Linked DNA regions of Lactuca sativa: region 1 is linked to region 2. Evidence: chromatin contacts called from public Hi-C data. All regions are on one chromosome and are shown on one strand. Each heading gives the region's core, a stretch centred on a gene start, on an enhancer-like site or on the middle of the called end of the contact. The rest is flanking DNA. Distances are from core to core; before and after follow the strand shown.

The links. A called contact is a pair of places that touch in the nucleus more often than the background predicts.
Region 1: a contact with region 2 is called in a Hi-C map of leaf, with 8 times the contacts expected there. The contact joins the promoter of LOC111912029 here to the promoter of LOC111912020 in region 2. A contact is called at or near these places in 3 of 4 Hi-C or Micro-C datasets (leaf and seed).

Annotation. Positions count from the first base shown.
Region 1 is chr7:170,431,400-170,435,956 of Lsat_Salinas_v11, reverse strand. LOC111912029 (plant UBX domain-containing protein 4) reads left to right here and starts at 3,020. Exons shown (of 4, transcript XM_023907786.3): 1 at 3,020-3,518; 2 at 3,847-4,138; 3 at 4,226-4,321; 4 at 4,419-4,557. The coding sequence starts at 3,049.
Region 2 is chr7:169,800,826-169,805,508 of Lsat_Salinas_v11, reverse strand. It overlaps LOC111912020 (CSC1-like protein At3g21620), which reads left to right and starts at 1,270. Exons shown (of 10, transcript XM_023907779.3): 1 at 1,270-1,535; 2 at 1,847-2,435; 3 at 2,507-2,642; 4 at 2,813-2,914; 5 at 3,006-3,128; 6 at 3,227-3,307; 7 at 3,401-3,741; 8 at 3,805-4,050; 9 at 4,129-4,453; 10 at 4,516-4,683. The coding sequence starts at 1,876.

The sequences.
Region 1 (4,557 bases), core at 1,771-4,270, 630 kb before region 2:
CTCAGCCAATAGTAGAACTCTTGACCTCACCCACTGAGGCCTATAACCCATGATGCATCACAACCAGCTAGGCTGGTGATCACATGCTGTTAACGATATAGATAACTGTAACATGTAGTAAATTCTATAACAAGAGTCGCAACTCCAAGACCTGTTAAGGGCAAGTGGGGGATCGAATGATCAATGTAGAGGATCAGGAGTAGTGAGGGAGTGAAGTTGCAATATGAAATGGTGAAGTGGTGTTAAACTTAGGTTTTATTATATTACTTGATGGTATTGGAATTATGTGTTGGTAATTTTCTTGTACAATACATTAGTTTGGTTGTTTCTTATGAGTTATGACAAACTGATAGTGGCTAACCGGAACAATTGCCTAATTTTAGGCGTAATTTTTATATCAATGATGAGAAAAAAAATTGTTGCACACTTGTTTAATTGGTAAAATAGGCATGTTCTTAACTGGTTTTCTATTGTTGTGATTTGTTTAATTGGCATGATGGATAAAGTTGTATAACAGTCACCCCTAAAATAACTACATGCACATTGTTTGACCATTTATATGGAATAGGTTTTTGGTTGACGTACTTTGTCTTAATATGTAGACCATTTCATGTAGCCAAAAGTAATGACAATATATATATATATATATATATATATATATATATATATATATATATATATATATATATATATATATATATATATATATATATATATATATATATATATATATATATATATATACTATTTTCCATTTTACCAAATTTATAACATCATTTGGTTTGTCTAGCATTGTTACCTATTCATTTTCCTAATTCGTTCATTTATGCTCGAAAAAGGTGTCTATAATAGTATTATAGTACCATTATTGACCGGTACAAGTTAAACAGCCATTAAATTGCTATATTTTGTTTTTTTCGGTGCTTCTTATGCCTAACCTTTGAGTATTCATGTTCCATGAGATTCATTCACATTATATGCACATAACCATATTTAGTACATTTCTTTCATTTACATCACAAAAATATATGCAAATTTTCCTTCACATTATATGGATATCACCATTTATACCATTTCATGTACCCAAAATGCTTTCATTTATCGAGAAACAAAATACAAATCATTACAACATTCAAGTTTTGCAAATATAGCAAGTTTTTTCAGGTAATACCCGATATAGCTTACACATATCAACTATGCCATATGTATTTTTTAAATGAAAATATAGCAAGTTTTTTCAGGTAATACCCGATATATTTGAACTCGAATTCGTACCCGATATACTCAAACCCGCATAGCTGAATTTCAATGCAAGGTCGGTTATCGATTATGTTTTTTATTTGAAAAACCTAGACTACCCGAAAGTTATACTCGAACAATTCAAAGGGTGAGCATTTGGACCAAAACCAGTTTAACAAAAATAAGTGGACCGTGGATTAGACTTATGAAGGCAGGAGGCTTATCGGGTCCAGTCTGGGCCAGGTTTTCCGGTTTTTGTACTCGTTGGACTGGTACAACTTTAAATGCATATGATACAGGTCGTTGAAGCCCTATGAAAAGTTAGTTTTTGATGTTAAAGTTAAATTTATCTATTACGAGACTTAAGAGTTAAGACGAATACATTTTTTGGGTTTGAATGTCCGTTTTAGAGAAAAAAAAAGTTATGATTACTTAAACTGCATGCCAAAATGACTTCAAACGAATGTTGTATGCATGTTTTAAAATTTTCATAGGAATACAGAAAAAAGTTGAAAAGCTGAAAAATTTCGGCTTTGATATTCCAACTTCAAGGGACAATAAGTTATTGAATATAAAACAAAAAACAAAAAAGTTATAGTCTAAAATCATGTACAAACTTTAAACTACATGTTAGAAAAAACCACACACAAAAACGTCTTCAAATGAATGATACACATATTTTAAAATTTTCATAGAATACAAAATACAAAAAAATAGTTGAACAACTGAAAAATTCCAGTTTCTGATATCTCGATTTCAAGGGATTGTAAGTCATTGAAGATAAAACTAAAAACGATAAAATTATAGTCTAAAATCATATATAAACATTAAGTTACACAATAGATAAAACCGCATCTCAAAACAAACTGAAACGAATGATATATGCATGTTTTAATTTTTCACACAATACAAAATATAAAAAAAATATCTGAAAAACTGAAAAATTTCAGCTTTGATAACCTGACTTTGAGGATTGTAAGTCATTAAATATAAAAAAAACAAAAAAACAAAAGTAGAGTCTAACTCATATACAAACACTAAGCTACACGCTCAATAAAAATTACATGCTAAACCGACTTTGAATGAATGAAATGCATGTTTTAATTTTTTCACAAAATACAAAATACAAAAAACTAAAAATCTTATATAACTTTAAAATAAATAATACTTCATTTAAATTTTCAGTCCAAACCGGTTTTGCACCCGGACCTGGCTGGACCGGCCCAATTTTTTACAGAAGCTATTTTTTTGCATGATACAAAGAACTGAGAACCAGCTCTATCTAATAAATCGGTCCAAATTCGGTTCCGGTCCATGTCCAATTTCCAGTCCGGTCTGATATAGTCTATATGTCCAAATACTCACCTCTAATTTAGATCACAAAACACATGAAAACACCACAAACATTACTAACAAGAAAGAGAACACAAAAAATGAACAACAAACATTACTCAAAAGAAAGAGAACACAAAAAATGGAACATGATTTGAATTTTGTTCTTGGACCTCAACAATCTTGGAATAATGTTGACATAAGGCATTCTGGCATATCGGCCCACCCAATGAAACTTCATCTTGATCCAAACCTTGAACATCTTTGGATTCTTCTTATATGTTGATTTGAGGTTAGTCCATGATGTAACATGATCGTCTCACTTACAAATAATCACTTACAAATAACCAAAATTGTATCGGAAAAGTTGAATCTCAAATCCAATACCCGGCCCATGTGTGATGGAGCGGGTCAATGGGATCTATCATATATACCCGGCGAGACTGATACGTGAACTCTCACGCAAGAAAACCAAGAATGGAAGACACACCGGCAACCAACATCGGCGGAGACGCTCACCAGGAAATGATCGCAGCATTCTCAGAGATTACTTCTGCTACCAAAGAAGAAGCCTCCTTCTTCCTCGAATCGCACAACTTCGATCTCGATTCCGCCGTCTCCACCTTCTTCGAAACCGCTGCCGCCGTAGAAGAGGCTCCTGTGTCTGCCTTACCTGGCCGAAACCCTAACCGGCCTTCTGATACACATTCCCCTTCATTCTCTCCGTCGTCTTCTCCGTCTCGCTCCCGATCAGCCTCCCCACCTCCTGCTATTGGTTTACAAAATCCTTACAATCTACGATCTAGGAACACCGCTACGGATAAGAAACCATCAGGTAGTCGGTCTACTGGACGCATACGGACTTTCTCAGATCTGAATCGACAGGGCGATGACTCCGGAAGTGACTCCGATGAGCCCCAGGAGTATTATACCGGTGGTGAAAAGAGGTAAATAATGTAGGGTTCATCCGTTTATTAGGTTTCCGTCCATGAGTTGATTGACAAGGAAATTAGTGCAAACAGAACAAGATCTCTTTGCTAATCTTATCTTTATACATTCAATTGGAGTTTCATATCATAATCTACATTTGATTCATATTAACGATGATGTATCATGCAGATTAACACATGATGAGTGATCAGTTTCTTGACATTGGTTCTTTCACGATGATTCATATCAATTAGTATCTTGATTGTGCTCTACTTCAATAATGTTTCAAGTGCTTCATCGAAACACAACCAAATCCGATAATCTGACATTTATTAATGATTGCAGTGGAATGCTTGTTCAAGATCCATCAAGGGTAAATGATGTGGAATCATTGTTCAATCAAGCTCGACAAGCAGGAGCAGAAGAAGGAACACTCGAACAACTCCAACCATCTTCAAGCTCCAGAAGCTTTGCAGGAAGAGGAAGATTACTATCTGGAGAGACAACATCAGCCACTCCTCAAGTCTCTGAACCTGATGTTCATACTCACACCATCACTTTCTGGACCAATGGTTTCACTGTTAACGATGGCCCTTTGAGAAGACTCGATGATCCCCAAAATGCATCTTTCTTGGAGGTACCATATTAAGTTAATAACTTCTCTTCCTTTTTCCCAATTCCCATTTTACCCTTACATGATGTGTTCTCTAATGTTCTTTAACAGAGCATAAGGAAGTCTGAATGTCCAGAAGAGCTTAGGCCTGCAAAAGGAAGAGCTCCTGTTCATGTCAGTCTTGTGAGGAAGCTTGAAGACTTCCCTGTTAGTAATCTTTCCTAATTCTTCATTTCTTCTACAAAACTCTCTTCTTGAATACATTCTCACATACATGTATGTTCATGTTCATGTTCATACACAGGTTCAGAAACAACGCCACACTGCGTTTGTGGGTGTGGGTAGAACCCTAGGCACCACCACCACCACTTCATCAGAAGACGCCACCATTACACCGCCGCCTGCCACCGCTGCACCAACCCCACTGGCGGGGCTAGTGGTGG
Region 2 (4,683 bases), core at 21-2,520:
GTTCATATTCGGATCACTTAGTCGATACAAGACAAACTATTAAAAACTAAAGAAAATGGTAACAATATTACGATCCCATCATACAATCCTATTATGATCCTACATAAACACATTCAAAGTAAGATCGAGATTGATTTACCTAAATGACATCATAGGATCGTATAACCTTACGAAGAGGATCACAATTTTAACAATTTAACTATCGGCAAGTTGAGTCAAAGTTTATAAAAATTATTGTGGCTCCTTCCATGGCTTCCAAAAGTTACATGTGTGGTCTCTAAGACTAACTCCATTAATTTTCAACCATTAGATGCATGTATAATGGTCATTATATCCCTTTTTATGTTATATTTTATATTCACATTATTAATAACTTTAGGAATCGTTTTTATAAAATAATAAAACAACACCCAAAGGATTTCAACAATCGACTATTACTACCACCCTTCTATCTTCCATAACTATCTCCTCCAATCTCCATATCCAGTATCAACCGTCTTCTTCATCTTCGTCGATGTCCCAATCAACACCTATGTGCTCTCTTTACCACCTCATCTCCTCCGGTTGTATCTTTATCTCATGTGGCCTTAAGACCGACCAATGATGGTGGTGGTGATTGGTGATAATGATGATTAGGCTTCAACACCGATCGTCGGTGTCCCAATTAACATCATTTTGCTTTCTCTAACCACCTATGGCCTCGTCATGCCTACCCTTCTTCTTTCCTTTCCATTCTGATTTAGGGTTAGGGTTATAGTTAGCTTTGTAGTCGAATATTGTTTTTGTTTTATCTTTCACTTATAGATATAAATTTTTCTTTAGGATTCAATTAAGTTTTGATTTTAGATTAGGCATTTAAATTTGGTTTAGGTTAAGGTCTATGAATATAATGGGGGTAGATAAGGCTTTTTTATTAAACAATTAAAATAAATATAACAAGAAAATGGAAAGATAGAAATTTTCATAAATAACTAAGGGACCAATTGTAAAAGATATCACAACCGATCAACTATAATAAATTTTAAAAATTTAGACTTAAACTTTAAATTGGTATAAACCACAAGAGTAATTTACTCTATAAATAAAAGCTTTTCCACTTAACAATTTTGATTCATCCTTATGCAATACAATAATACAATTACAATTGTCGTTAGTAAAAGATATCTTAGTATGAAAGTAAGAAAGTCCAACGGAGTCCATATAGAATATAGCCGTTACTACGATCCGATGCCACGTCTCTACAACTTTCAAACCCAAAAAGCCCACCGCCTTCCCCTTCACCTTCAACGAACGTTTACCAAATCACTCACTCTCTCTCTCTTTCACACACACACACACACACACACAAGTCCAACACCGCTATAATCAATTTCTTCCAGACGGATTCCTACACTCTGTGTATCGTCTTCATCAGCATCTTTCACAGGCTTCAAATCGACTAAAAGCGTCGAGTTTTGTTCGGCATCTGAAGGATTTTTACAAGTATATCGGGTACTAATTGGAGCACAAGTTTTGAAGATACCCGAACACAATCAGTACGTATCTACGATTTTTCCGTATATTTTGTGTTCGATTGTGATTATTCATCGATATGAATTCGTTTGAAACCCCCAGTTGATGCTGCGTAGAATTTACTTATTTCACTGGTTAAACAGGAAGCTCTTCTCATCATATTTCTACAATTATAACAAATTATTATCGACTTGAAGAACGAAACACGATAAAATATCGTCGAAGATCAATACAATTGTGATTTCTCACTGAATTTGAAAATTGTAGTGGTTGTAACTTGGAATTAGGTGTTAAATAGGATTCTGACAGTTTTTTTTTAATCAATCTTCTTCAGGTGAATACACAATTTTGTGAAGTAACATTATGGCTTCAAGTTCTGAAATAGGGCTTGCAGCTACCATAAACATCCTCACTGCATTTGCATTTTTGGTAGCATTTGCCATACTTCGGATTCAACCTATAAACGATAGAGTGTATTTTCCAAAATGGTATCTAAGGGGATTAAGGAGCAATCCACTTCAATCAGGTGCATTTGTGCAGAAGTTTGTAAACTTAGACTTCAGATCATACTTGAAGTTCCTCAATTGGATGCCTGCTGCATTACGTATGCCTGAGCCTGAGCTTATCGATCATGCCGGATTAGACTCTGTTCTTTACTTGAGAATTTACTTGACAGGGTATTCTTCCACTTCACCTTACTTTGTTTATAACTTTTACCAGATGCAATTAAGAATACTGATTAGTGTTCTTGATTTGTTGTTCATAATTGATATCAGATTGAAGATCTTTGTTCCAATAGCATGCCTTGCTTTCTCAGTTATGGTTCCAGTCAATTTCACCAATCGAACTTTGGAGGAATCTAAATTAACATATAGTGACATAGACAAGCTTTCAATATCCAACATTCCCACTGGATCAAACAGGTAATAATGACAACTTATTATATATTTTAAAAAGATTGAATCCCAATATAATTTTACAATATGTGTTGCAGATTCTTTACACATATAGTCATGGCATATGCCTTTACCTTTTGGACATGTTATATTTTAAAAAGAGAATATGAGATAGTTGCATCAATGAGGTTGCATTTTATCGCATCAGAAAACCGAAGACCCGATCAATTTACAGTAAGATTATTATAAAATCATATATATATATATATATATATATATATATATATATATATATATATATATATATATATATATATATATATATATATATATATATATATATATTTTATTTATTGAATTTGTATTTTAATAAATCAAGATTATTTAACATTTTAATTTTGTAGGTGCTAGTTAGAAATGTCCCTCCTGACCCTGATGAATCGGTCAACGAACTCGTGGAACACTTTTTTCTAGTCAACCATCCTGATCACTATCTATCTCATCAGGTTTTTTTTTTTTTTTTTTTTTAAATTCTTATAAAAAAATATATGTTTTATAAATTTATTCAGGTTTCTTATAAGCAGATTGTCATTTCAGGTTGTTTATGATGCAAACTTGCTCTCTGATTTGGTAAACGAGAAGAAAACAAAGCAAAATTGGCTTGATTACTATCAACTTAAATATAATAGAAATAACCAGTCAAAAAGACCATCAGTAAAGGTATTATCACCATAAATGACCATTTTACCCTTTATGAATTTGTTTTCTTTTCTAAATGGGATTTTCTTATGAATTTGTTTTCTTTTGTTTATTAACAGACTGGTTATCTTGGTTTGTGGGGAAAGAGAGTGGATGCTATCGACTTTTACGAATCTGAAGTCGAGAAACTATCGAAAAAGGTAAGCTCCAAAATCAAATGTGTTGTTTTAGCTTTTAATCTACGTTTTCATCGTCCTCCGTAAACCCTAGTTCGTGATTTTATTAATTTGCAGATATTCAAAGAGAGGGAAAAAATCACTCAAAGCTCGAAACATGTTATGGCAGCTGCATTCGTCTCGTTTAAAACACGATGGGGAGCTGCGGTTTGTGCACAAACCGAACAATCCAGGAATCCGACGATTTGGTTAACGGAATGGGCGCCTGAACCTCGCGATGTTTATTGGGATAATCTCGCGATTCCATTCGTTTCACTCACGATTCGAAGGCTTGTAATCGCTGTCGCCTTTTTCTTCCTTACTTTCTTCTTCATGATTCCGATTGCATTCGTTCAATCGCTAGCTAATATCGATGGAATCGTCAAAGCCGCTCCCTTCTTGCATGATCTTCTCGAATTGTAAGTTTGTCTCGTATATCGCTCTTATTACATTAAGTTATTTACTGTGTTTTCGTGGTGCAGGGAGTTTATCAAGTCTTTGATCCAAGGTGTTCTTCCTGGAATCGCTTTGAAGATCTTCCTCATTGTTCTTCCTTCGATCCTCATGATGATGTCTAAATTTGAAGGATTCACATCCATTTCAGCTCTCGAGAGAAGATCCGCAACTCGATATTACATTTTTCAATTCATCAACGTCTTCCTTGGAAGCATAATCACCGGAACTGCATTTCAACAGCTAAACACCTTCATCCACCAATCTGCAAACACGTAAGATTTGTCGAAGTAAAAAATCTGCAACTTCTGTCTGAATTCTGATTGATTGTTGAAATTTATGATAAATTACAGGATCCCAGCTACAATCGGGGCATCGATACCGATGAAGGCGACCTTCTTCATAACTTACATAATGGTAGACGGATGGGCGGGAGTTGCAGGAGAGATTTTAAGATTAAAACCGCTGATATTTTATCACTTGAAGAATTTTTTGTTAGTGAAAACTGAAAAAGATAGAGAAGAAGCAATGAATCCAGGGAGTTTACCTTTCAACACCGGTGAACCTCAAATCCAGCTTTATTACTTACTCGGCCTTGTTTATGCTTCTGTCACCCCAATTCTTCTTCCTTTCATAGTCGTCTTCTTTGCCTTAGCCTACGTTGTATATCGTCATCAGGTAATAAATATAAATAAAATAATATATATATTCTTCAAATACTGACAGTTATTTATATATAGATTATAAATGTATATAATCAACAATACGAAAGCGCTGGAGCATTTTGGCCAGATGTTCATGGGAGAATTATAACTGCACTGGTTGTTTCACAGCTGCTTTTAATGGGTTTACTTAGCACAAAAGAAGCTGCTCAATCAACCCCATTGCTTATTGTACTCCCTGTGTTG